Regions from separate parts of the Bombyx mori genome. Here region 1 is linked to region 2. Evidence: chromatin contacts called from public Hi-C data. All regions are on one chromosome and are shown on one strand. Each heading gives the region's core, a stretch centred on a gene start, on an enhancer-like site or on the middle of the called end of the contact. The rest is flanking DNA. Distances are from core to core; before and after follow the strand shown.

The links. Hi-C and Micro-C count contacts between places; a contact is called where the count stands out from the background.
Region 1: a contact with region 2 is called in a Hi-C map of whole pupa, with 5 times the contacts expected there. The contact joins the enhancer-like site here to the promoter of LOC733031 in region 2. A contact is called at or near these places in 2 of 7 Hi-C or Micro-C datasets (posterior silk gland and whole pupa).

The regions. Positions count from the first base shown.
Region 1 is chr3:7,997,678-8,003,822 of ASM3026992v2, reverse strand. It overlaps LOC101737083 (zinc finger protein ZFP2), which reads left to right. Exons shown (of 25, transcript XM_021351693.3): 12 at 843-953; 13 at 1,362-1,472; 14 at 1,613-1,723; 15 at 2,201-2,284; 16 at 2,870-3,040; 17 at 3,305-3,475; 18 at 3,624-3,794; 19 at 4,012-4,182; 20 at 4,782-4,851; 21 at 5,913-6,074. Among protein-coding and RNA genes, the nearest start is that of RpL11, 20 kb to the left of the region's middle. Within about 2 kb of position 3,317, at least 5 of the 8 cell types and tissues checked have open chromatin away from gene starts, as enhancers often do.
Region 2 is chr3:7,958,309-7,963,943 of ASM3026992v2, reverse strand. LOC733031 (vacuolar ATP synthase subunit H) reads right to left here and starts at 3,941. Exons shown (of 10, transcript NM_001047023.1): 1 at 3,772-3,941; 2 at 3,614-3,695; 3 at 3,364-3,544; 4 at 2,515-2,727; 5 at 105-239. The coding sequence starts at 3,835.

The DNA of each region.
Region 1 (6,145 bases), core at 2,068-4,567, 41 kb before region 2:
ATGTTTTTTGAACTTACAAAAAAAAAGTGCACAAAGCTTTGAAAGTCGTTCTTACTTTTGGCACCAAAAACTTAATTCACACATAACCACACGCCTTCGAAACATGGGATGGAGGTTTAGGATTTATTTGTAATAATATATGTTCGTTCGATATGGAAGTTACATTTCAGTGTTAGTTCATAAAAATGACTTTAGACGAACGGTACCATGAGGGGAATTGTTCTAGAAAAATCCAATATTAAAGTTTTATCAAAACCTCCTCCTGTTTCCGCGTGACCGAGTTAATATTGTTTTTTTTTTTGTTTCGTTTTTCACACTTATTTTTGACGCCCTGATATTATTAACACCTTTTTTTTTTCTTTTCATCGAATGATTTATGTTGTATTCTGGAGAAAGTATCGATCAGTCATTATATGTTCGCGCATTGTACGTTCGTCGCTTTTGCCTTAATAGGTTGGTTAATTTAAATGCTGTTATTATAATGATACCGTGTTGCATGTGTTGTTTTATAAGTTCCGCGTATCTCCGACCCGGAATTTCGAGTACCGAAAAAAAAACTTCTTTATAATTAAAACTGCGCTGAAGTAAATTAACTATAAATAGACTTCGGTATAAGGGAATGTGAATAGTTTTTGAGTTGCGTCCAGAGGCCAATATTAGTTCCTAATAGAAATCAGGGCGTATGGATGTTCTTAGCTATGAAAGGAAAACAGGGGGAGGTGAAGAACTCATAGTTGACGTAAACAAGCGAATTGCAACGAAATCGACTATGGGTTCTTAAATAAAATTAAAAGTCATGCAGAAAAGTGCCTGTGTTGTTGGAATGTGGCCCTGGGTTCTAGATGAGCACATGCGCGCGTTGTTGGTGAAGAATCGGCCCTACAAGTGTGATCTCTGTCAAATGGCTTTCACGCAGAGCTCCAGCCTCAACCGACACAAGAAAATACACACGGGTGGGTTAATATGCACAAAGCCGCCACGTGACGCGTCCTATCAATAGCTAATGTCCTTTTAGGCTAGAATCGCCTTCCTTCCTCTTTTGTTTTAAAAGTTTGCAAACGTTATCATGTCATCAACGATAGTTTCATGCAGACGATTGCTGAAGAATTCTCGTGACAATGTGACGTTACGCCTTTAAGCGAATGAGGAGATCGAGGAATATTGCACCCTAGTCTTATCTATACGTGAAGCAAACTTATGCGTGACGTTAATCCTTGAGGCAGAACGGGAACGATTTTTTAGGGTTTTCATGTACCTCCCCCTGAATGTGTGTGAATGGTTTTCATAAATTATATTAAATAATAATAAGACAATTAGTTTGAGAGGGTTGCTTGCTATATCGAAAATCGTATAAATTATAGAGGAGCACAGACGAGCCCTGTTAGAGAAAGTGCGGCCGTACCAGTGCCACATCTGTTTTATGCGCTTCACTCAGAAGTCCAGCCTGGGACGACATGGGAAAATACACACCGGTAGGCCTTTTCCCCTAAAATCCTATAGTAGCATATGAATTTTATTTATTTAACGTTAGCACACGTAATAGGCAGCCTCATCGAATGGCAGTGCACAGACCGGGATCGTTGTTGTAGCTGTATTTTGTTGGTATTTCTAGAGGAGCACATCCAATCGCTGATCAACAAAGTGCGCCCCTATCAATGCGACATCTGTGACAAGCGGTTTACTCAGAAGTCCAGCCTTGGCACTCATAAACGTATCCATACCGGTGGGTCCCTTGATATTTCCTTTTGTTTTGTTCGATATCCAAGTCACAGTTGAAAGTTATATTTAAAATAAATTAAAACCCCTACTTCTTTGCAGTTGTGGCTTAGATATCTGATTTGTGAATAGTTTTAAGGGCTCCCATTTTAATTAATATTTTTTAAACGAAGGAATGAATGTTCGCGTTAGTTTTACGTTGATTTGTAGCTGTTTGTCAGACGAAACCTCAGATCGAGTAGGACGGCACGCTCAGAAACTATTCACAAAACTTTTCGAATTAAAGCATGCTGCGTACGTTGTGAGGTTTTCGTTGAGTAGGAAAAAAAATGTTTGATGGACAAATAAACGTATCAAATTCCCTCATGGTAGTGAATAATGTAAACTCAATTGGTATGCGGTTGTGGCGACATGTAGAATTATTTGTCCATCGTGGTTTTGTTTTGTTTCTCTGTCCCCTCGTGTCCGTGCGTTGGCGGCGCAGGGGAGCGGCCGTTCCAGTGCACCGTCTGCCTCAAGTCCTTCACGCAGAAGTGCGCGCTCAATTTGCACGAAAAAATACATACGGGTTAGTAGCCCACATATTTGTACTTCGCAACTTCTTCCGGTGCGACTAGAGATTTAAGACCCATCGTGCAGTCACAATCATATCACATTTCGCGCCATGCTTCTAATCCTAGTTTCCGTTGTCCGCCTAACCCGTTATGTCAATCTATCCCATAACCGACAGCATTCCACATGTCGTTGCTTCGAACTAACAATTCCACTAATTCATTACAGCGCGCTTAACGCACTTCTGCATTCGCTGATGATTATCTTATGATTTAGCTTCTCATACATACATGACGATTACCTGACAACTCACCCGTGACACGTGTTTAATTTCGATGATTTTATTATACCATTCTGTCATTTCTTCATGAATATTAATTCTTTCACAAAAGCGGTAATGCAATCGCAATAATGACGCACATTTGGCGCCTCGGTGTCGTACATGGACGCTATCAAAATTGGGTTTACAAAATTGGGGGTGAATCGGTCGTCGGGTGCGACGTGATAAGGTCGAGATTGGCGGGGGCGGGCGGCCAATGGCTCCATGCCACGTGGCGTCGGCGACGTGCGTTACTCGCTTTTGTGTGTGCACTGGGCGCAGTGCAAGGGCGTCCATTCGCGTGCGGGCTCTGCCCAGCGGCGTTCGCACGCCGGCCCTACCTGGACATTCACATGCGCACGCATACAGGCGAGCGGCCGTATCAATGCGACGCGTGTCTCAAGCGCTTCACGCAGAAGTCCAGCCTCAATATACATAAGAGGACGCACACAGGTGGGTGACAGCCGCGGGACGGACTGGCCGTCCGCCCGCCCCCTCCACTCGCACTCAGACTCTTCTCCGAATCTCTCCTCGGTCAGTTCCTTGACCAGTATTAGAATTCAATTATTGACCGAGAGCCGCGGTGTAATAGAGACGAAAGATTTGGAGCTGAGCCCCCGGCGAGCGGCGACCGGTCCGCGCCGCTACCTCCGTAGGGCGAGGGTGTCTAGCGCCCTTGCTGGCTGCAGCCGCTATAATGTATATGTTGGGCACCAGTCCAGGGAAGACCGTTCCAGTGCCTGTCGTGTCCCGCCGCCTTCACCTGCAAGCAATACCTGGAGATTCACACGCGCACCCATACTGGCGAGCGGCCCTATCAGTGCGACATCTGCCTGAAACGCTTCACGCAGAAGTCGAGTCTCAACATACACAAGCGGACGCACTCAGGTACGTGTCGTGCTCCGAGGTCGAGGGAGGTATGAACGCGCGATATGTGGGCTACTAGTGTATACTTTGCGTGTCGTATAGGGTGCGAGTCGCGGGGGAGGAGGGCGGTCCGCATCTCCCGTCGGCTAACGAGTCTATTCGTCCACAGTGCAGGGCCGGCCTTTCCAGTGCTTGCAGTGCCCTGCCGCCTTCACCTGCAAGCAGTACCTCGAGATACACAATCGCACGCACACCGGCGAACGGCCTTACCAATGCGACGTCTGCCTCAAGCGGTTCGCGCAAAAGTCAACACTCAACATACACAAACGAACGCACACAGGTATGTAACGTATAACGTGCGCATGCCTAACGTTTATTAATTCTAATTAAATAAAGCACTGTTCATTTTTGATATAGTTAATTAAAGTAGTCGGTGCCACATCACGACAAGCTTCGTGAATACACTTGACTTTTGTTTAATGATAATTTGTTTTCCTTTTTTTTTTCTTTTCTTCTATTTCTTTTTTGTTTAATTTGTCGCGTACGCCGGCCACCAGTGCAAGGTCGTCCGTATCAATGCATGGAGTGCCCGGCGGCGTTCACGTGCAAGCCGTACCTGGAGATACACACGCGCACGCACACGGGCGAACGTCCGTTTGAATGCGACGTCTGTTACAAACGCTTCACACAGAAATCGACGCTCAACATACACAAGCGCATTCATACCGGTATGGATTAGCAGAACTGATGACGTCATTAATCTTGTGTGTCCGCTAATTATAGGAGCTTCCCGGTAATGCAAAGTACGATCATGATAATTGCTTTCGAAAGACACATTTACTTCGTTGCTTTGTTGGTGAACGGTTACACGAAACGCGTTTCGACTTTGCAAGCATTCACTTGTTCCTTCCTAGCGTTGTGTCAGCACGTTCGGGTACTGTTAAGAAGACGGCAAATTGCGTTAAACAGGTACCCGTGTGAATAGAGTTCTCTTGTGAATGATGTTGCACCGACAACTTAGATGTTTTATAGTCATCTCTCGTTACGTCATTTCTGCCATCACTGTGTATCGATAGTTGTCCATCATTATTATAGTACCTTGGCTTTAGATTCATTAATTTTAGATTGCATTAAACTATTCAAAGTGTACGCTGTATATTTTTCTAATAGCATCTTGCCGTCTTTCTAACATTATTAATTTTGCATTAACTTCCGCTTTTTCGTGTGCGTATCTTGTGATTACGTTGCCCGTTGCTTTATGTAGCTGTTGCTTTAAACGCTATTCTGTAGATATCACACAAAAGTTAACTTGAAATATATTTTTCAGGTGAACGTCCTTACGCGTGTGATATTTGCCAGAAACGGTTCGCCGTGAAGAGTTATGTAACGGCTCATAGGTACGTTCGAGAGATTTCGTTTGCTCTTAAGGGGGGTTGGGGGGGGGTGTTGGGGAATTGCGAATGCGTATCAGACGCCATTTCCAAACGTTGTTGAGTGAGCTCGAGTGAGTCGAGGTTGACCCTTAGTCCGGCCCTGTCTTCTCGGGTGTCTCCCCTTGAAGCAATCTGACGTTCGCAATGTAAAATACTAAATTTGACTGTGGTATCAATCAGCCTAAAATAACATCACCCCATCTCTTCCAGTGGATGTCGTATAGGCAATACCAATGGGCAATAGCGTTCTCTGTACCATACGAGTATACGACAACTAAAATTTACCGGTGGGAGGACGTACGAAGGGCCCGATAGGTGCCTACAACATCCTGCCTATACAGCCACGAAACATCTTGCCATTCGATTTGAAGAGTTAGGCATTAAACAATACAATTGAGATTTCGTCCTCGTGTCTCAGGCTGGATGGAGACATTCGTGTTGTGATGTCTATAGGCTTCAGTTACCGCTAGGCATCAAGCCAGTCTGACGCGAGCACGCGACACAACGTCTTCTCGCATTAAAACTATATAATCTCAAAACTTACAAATTTTACAGGATTAATCATCTTTGTAACATTTATTTTTTATTTTTTACCAGTTACATTATCTGTCTTTTAAAATAAGATCAAATTATGTATTAATTTTGTTGATAGTAGTCAAAACATAGGTCAACTAAAAAAAAAACTAAAACTAAACTACGCTCTTTTGACAGTATTTATGAGAAAAATACTGGTGATACCAAATGTTTAGCATATTAACTCAATTTCGAATATTTTTGGATTTTTTTTATTGCTTAGATGGGTGCACGAGCTCCCAGCCCACCTGGTGTTAAGTGGTTACTGGAGCCCATAGACATCTACAACGTAAATGCGCCACCCATCTTGAGATATAAGTTCTAAGGTCTCAGTATAGTTACAACGGCTACCTCACCCTTCAAACCGAAACGCATTACTACTTTACGGCAGAAACAGGCGGGGTGGTGATACCTACCATCCGCCTGGTTGTTGACAATGGGCATCATTGCAGGTGGTCCCACGTGGCGGACAAGCCTCTGAACTGCGACCGATGCTCGATGACGTTCACGTCCAAGTCCCAGTTCGCACTCCACATCCGCACGCACGCAGCCGGCTCGTGCTACGAGTGCAGCGTCTGCGGACGGAGCTTCGTCAGAGACAGCTATCTAATACGGTAGAAGTTGTTTATTAATCTTCTAAACTAATATATAAATCTACAGTAGTTTTACGGATGTTCCGTTATAA
Region 2 (5,635 bases), core at 2,692-5,191:
GTGATGGGCTTTCAGTTATTTAAATTGTAATATGGTAAGTGTTAAATATTTATTTAACACCCCAATAAATATTTGTAATATATTCTTTTTAAGAGGCAACTTACCTGGAAGTTCACTCTGGAGGCCAGAATCGACAGTAAGGTGGATATACCATCGACAGAGAGGAAAGCAAAGCGGTATTCATCGATACGCAGCATCATCTGCAGACACCGGGCCACAGACTGGATATAGTCGTTGTTCTGTTTAAAAACAAATTTAACAATTTATTGATTGCTGATACACCATTTATTGTGTTTATTATATTTTAGCAATAATCTGTAGTATAATAACTACCCTATATAGGTGTGAAAACCTAAACATTTTTTTTTTAATACAATTTCATAATTCTCACATTAGATCGTAATTGATACAAATTTTACACAATAATTCTTAATCATTTATTTACAAAAATAATCTTACTCACAGTAACATTTTTCTTTAATGGATTATGTATGCAATGAGTTCAGAGTAATAGAGTCACAAAGGATTTAAATTATAGCTTTGTAATGATTTGGCCGAAGTTATATGTGATGATATCATTTTGTATTTTTCATCCAGTGTAATGTAGCATATCATATATATTATGTTTCACTAAATATTAAACAGTTTATTTTTAAGATTTTTAAAATTCCCAATCAACTACTCCATTAATACAAATGTTTTGGAAAATTATAGAATCCTTAAATTAGTAAGTTAAAGCACATTTAAATTTTGCCTTCTTTTAAATATCACCAATTTAACTTTTATAAAATCATTTATGTGTACAACATTTATAATATGTGTTAGAAGAATTATACAATTTTTATGTTACATTTATTTTTATCACTAAATAGCATTTGTACAGACTCAAAATTAATAAGCTATAATATACACAAAATTATATAAGATTACGACATAACAATATAGTCATTCACAGTTATGTTAGGACACAAAATTTTTACAGGCAGTTGTTAGTATTTTTTGTTACAAAATTTACACAAGGATATTGGCGCCGATATCTACATGTTACACAGAATACCTTATGCAGGCCAGGCGGCAAGTCCTCATGCGGTTTTAGCTCGTCAAAAGAGCTGTAAAGGCTCGAATATTTTTCATTTCCTGCATCAGAATGATGAGCCTTCTCCTTGTGATGTTTGTGTTTATCGGAGAACTTTTCTTTCTCATGCTCCAACATAACCTGCTCAGCATGCTCTAACTCAGCTGTCATTTCCTCGGCCTTCCCAGAAAACAAACCCTTTCAATGACATGTTGCCTACTTCCTCAAAGCCCCAACGATGATTGCTTGCTGGCGATGCTCACACCAATATATTACAAAATGGTACCTTTCAGATTCTCTCACCATCAGTGAGTAAATTTTAATGTCATCTACTCAACGCAAATGTTTTGTGCATACATATATTTTTAGTAGAATATATTTTAGTTTAACATTAAGGTGACAGTTCCGCAATGAGAATGAAACAATATCAATTGATCAGTCTAATCACTAGGTATCAGTCTACAAACCAATGTATGTATATTTATTAGAATACTTCTTTTAAACTAAAAGTTAATGCACCGTTTATTTATTAGCTGTTGAAATTTTAAGGAAATACCTTTAGAGTATGCTAAATTTGATGAAATTTTAAAACTAATATTTCTAATGCTCCGATGACCTATGATAATCCTTTGTATTATTTCAAGTAGTTTTTCAACTTTCAATATCATTTATTCAATTGAGTACTCATAAACTTCAAAATCAACAACTACAGGCCATACCTAATTAAACATTGAGTGCTGGAAAACAACCAGCCAATACATAAACCTAAAGACAACTGGATCCAATGTTTTAGTAACTGCAATCATCATCTTGTATCACTATGAAACCGTGAAAAGCACACAATTCAACTTAATAGTTTAATCAATTTAACAATTGATTGTATGTCTGCGGTAGGCTTACTGGATATATTTATAAACTATGAAAAAAATTGAGAATATGGTGAAAGGTTCTGTTTAGACACATAAATGATTTTAGTCAATTTGGTACTGTTCTAAGCTTGCATAACTTTTCCATAGGTAATTTATGCATATTGAAAATAAAATTGAATTTAATTCTGATTGTACGACTGAAAAACAGTTCTCAAGATTCAAATGAATAGATTGGTGAGTTTGTGTTATTTATTGTCTTTATTTATAGTTTATGTTTTAATATAAATGTTGGGGACAGTCAAGTTAGTTCAGGAAAGGTTTAAGTGAATCTGTATTTTATTATAATGAATTTTACTCTGTATTATCACAAGTGTAGATGATAATTGAATGTAAAGTTAAGTAGTATAATATACAGTATAAGCATCTCAAATAACAGTCAAAACAAAAAGAAAATGGCATGCACAAGACTCTCATGCAATTATGAAATAAATTTTTAATTGTCTAGTTCCTGTTTAATTTTAATATATACTTTTTTTACATTATTAACCTTGAATGAAAGAGTTTGCTTACATTGGTCTTGAGTTGATCTTTAAGCCAGGAGAGATAGAAGTGCAAATCACTTTTGTCCATCAGCTGCGGATGCCAGCAAGCTAGCTTGGCAATGATGCGAGCAGTCATGTGCTGGACAAATTCATCCTGACGGTTCAGCAAATTCAGGAAGGGCTGCCAAACGTTGCCAGAGAATTTCGTCTCACGAAATATCTTCACCCTCGATTTATCTTCCTGTAGATGTTTTTGAGTTAAATCTTTATTTAAATAGTAATTAGGAAATAGAAATTGTTAGTCGAAGCTGGGGAAGACAGGTTAGCTCAGGATTCCATAAGTATTCTTATAAAGATCCAGGAGCATGGCAATTATTGAAGTTGATATGTTAGGCAATGTTTAGTATCTGACTTTATAATTAGTCTACAGAGTTGGACATGCCCAATGTATAAACTTGGGAAAAGTGGTAATGGAAACCAATAGATGTTACAATATGAATATCACCACCCACCATAATACATGAGGCCAGTCTCATTTTTATTTTTTATAATGGAATAATCTAATCATTTAATAACTAATAATACCAATTATATTTTTGATAATTAATTTAAACAGGTAATCTAATAATATATTTTCTTCTATTTGTTCCTGTCCAAGAAATGTAAATAATCAGAGGAAAAATACATTTATGAACTAGTACCACTATCCAAAACACCATCATCACAAACAGCTTTTAACGAAAATAATACCAATCAATTTAAAAAGTGATACTGTATTACTTTACTCTAAAACATTATGTTTTAATGTCATGTTTATGGAACCTATTTGGGTTCTATAAAGGTGTTTTATGATATGGCTTTGAATTATCTTACTTACAGAAAGAATGTCATCAATGAGCACAAGAATGTATTGAATGGTGTGGTCCTTGCTGATATGCGTCAGGAGGTTGAGAAAGACTTCGGCACAGGCATCAGGATTCTTGTCAGGCAGATCTTTTTGGCCGCGCTGGTCTAAGTTCACGATAAAATCGTGATCGCGCTGAGTGATCATCTGCGACCTAACAGATATTACATTTTATACCAGTTCACAATGTCATTTGACAGAGACCACAAGAATCAATACTCACTGCAGATATGACTGCCAGTTAATCCGAGTTTGGCGTATCTCACTTGCCCGGATCTGTAGGACGCTGGTGGCCGCAATCATGTCTGAAATATTTACCATTTGCCAAGTTTTACCGAGATGAGAATTTTTGTATTGTATAGTTTTCCAGACTAAACTTACCGATTTTTTCGTCACCTAGCGTTGGAATTAACTGACTAACATTTTCCTCGCTAACATTAGCCATTTTGGCCAAATATATTATCGATTAAATGTTCTAAAACTGAGAAAAGCTTCAATATCTGTGTTTTTTTAGAAAAACAGACAATCCGACACTGCTCAGGTGAGAGGTCTTGTGACTGTAGGAAATGAAGTTAGTAGTTAATCTTTACAAGTAATCATTCTTACCTTCCCTTACAAACACCTTTGTGGCTGGAAAGAAAGAGACAGTAGTATAAGAAATACGGTTGTCGTCTCTGCATTTTTACAAAACTGCAACTTTTGCCAAGAAATGTCAATTTTTTTTTTGGTTAGTCCGTGGGACGATGAATTCTACTGACTAATGCAAGCGGAGCACCAATAAAGAATGTTTCAAAATCGGGATTTTTTTTTTCCCTTTTGAGAGCTTTTACTGCGAGCGCTGCGGAAACGGTTAAAGTTTCGCTAAAATAATGTATGAGAATTGTTCCCCTTTAAAATATCTAAAAAAAAGTCCGCGACAGCATAAGTCTATATTTGTTAAGGTTGGCTCTCTATAGCGTTTTTTATGCTAACCAAATTTATTCTAAAATAAAGCATTATTTGTGAAGGTGTTTTTACAAAGATGATATTCTGCGTAAATGAAGAGGCGGGTAAAATTTTGCGTTATGCCAAAGTAACTATTCCACGCGGACGAAGTCGCGGGCAAAAGTTACTGTATTATATGTTTCACTTGGATTGCTGGATTGCTAGTTAGTTTGACTTCTTATTGAATTATTAACCCTCAGACACAGCCCACTGAGTTTCTCGCCGGATCTTGGGTCGGTCAGTGGCTCAGTGGGTCGCGTTTTCGATCCGGTGGTAGATTCTGTGAAGCACGGCTCTTGCTAGGGTTCGTGTTAGCAACTTCGTCAGGTTTGAGCCCCGTGAGCTCACCTACTAGTTAAGGAGAAGCTGAAATAGCCTCTCAAGGCTATCAGCTTAGGTAGGAGTAAAAAAAAATTGAATTATTAAAACGGGTGGTGGCATTCACGTTGTAATTTGCATTCAGTAACCCTTTGTCTTAGGTGGGCCATGAGTTCCTTCAACGATATACGCAATGAGTTGCTAAATTAACTTAATTAAACGGGTATAGAGAAATAGTTCATTTAAACATATATGTAACGGTGCTTTGACTGTATAGACTATGTTTCCTTTACTTCTCCAAAACAAAATCGTATGGTTCAGGGTCCCTTCAAATCAAAATGTTTTGAATCCCAATCATTCTTAGTGACCATATTTAACGTTTGTTTTATGTTTGAATTGAATGACTTAACTTACATTAGAGCAAGAAAAGCTTTGGTTAAAAGTTAGTAAAAAATATATAAAGATTTGGCTAAAAGACTAGATTCCATGTCATATAAAATAAATAAAAACAAGAATTTTAAATATATCTATTAGGTTTATTTAATAATTATATTCATATATTCATACATCTCGAATATATTAAGTGTATAATCTATGATTATATTAATACCTAAGGCTACTTACATAGATTATACACTTAATATATTTGAGGCTACTTAAATCAATATCAATATCAAAGGTGTGTGTGTACTACAACAACCGATTATAAATAAATTTTAATTGAATTCATCATAGATTATACACTTAATATATTTACATAAATAAAGTCAAATTATATAAATGTAATACATGTGCAAGATTGATTTTTACTCACGGTTGTACTTTTCCTCTTGGTTTTCTCGCCGTTTAACATGAGAACCCATAACGAAATAAAAAAAAAATATAAATACAAAATACTACTTTGGCTTCCCTATCAATTACTTTAGTTACATATTATAATGTT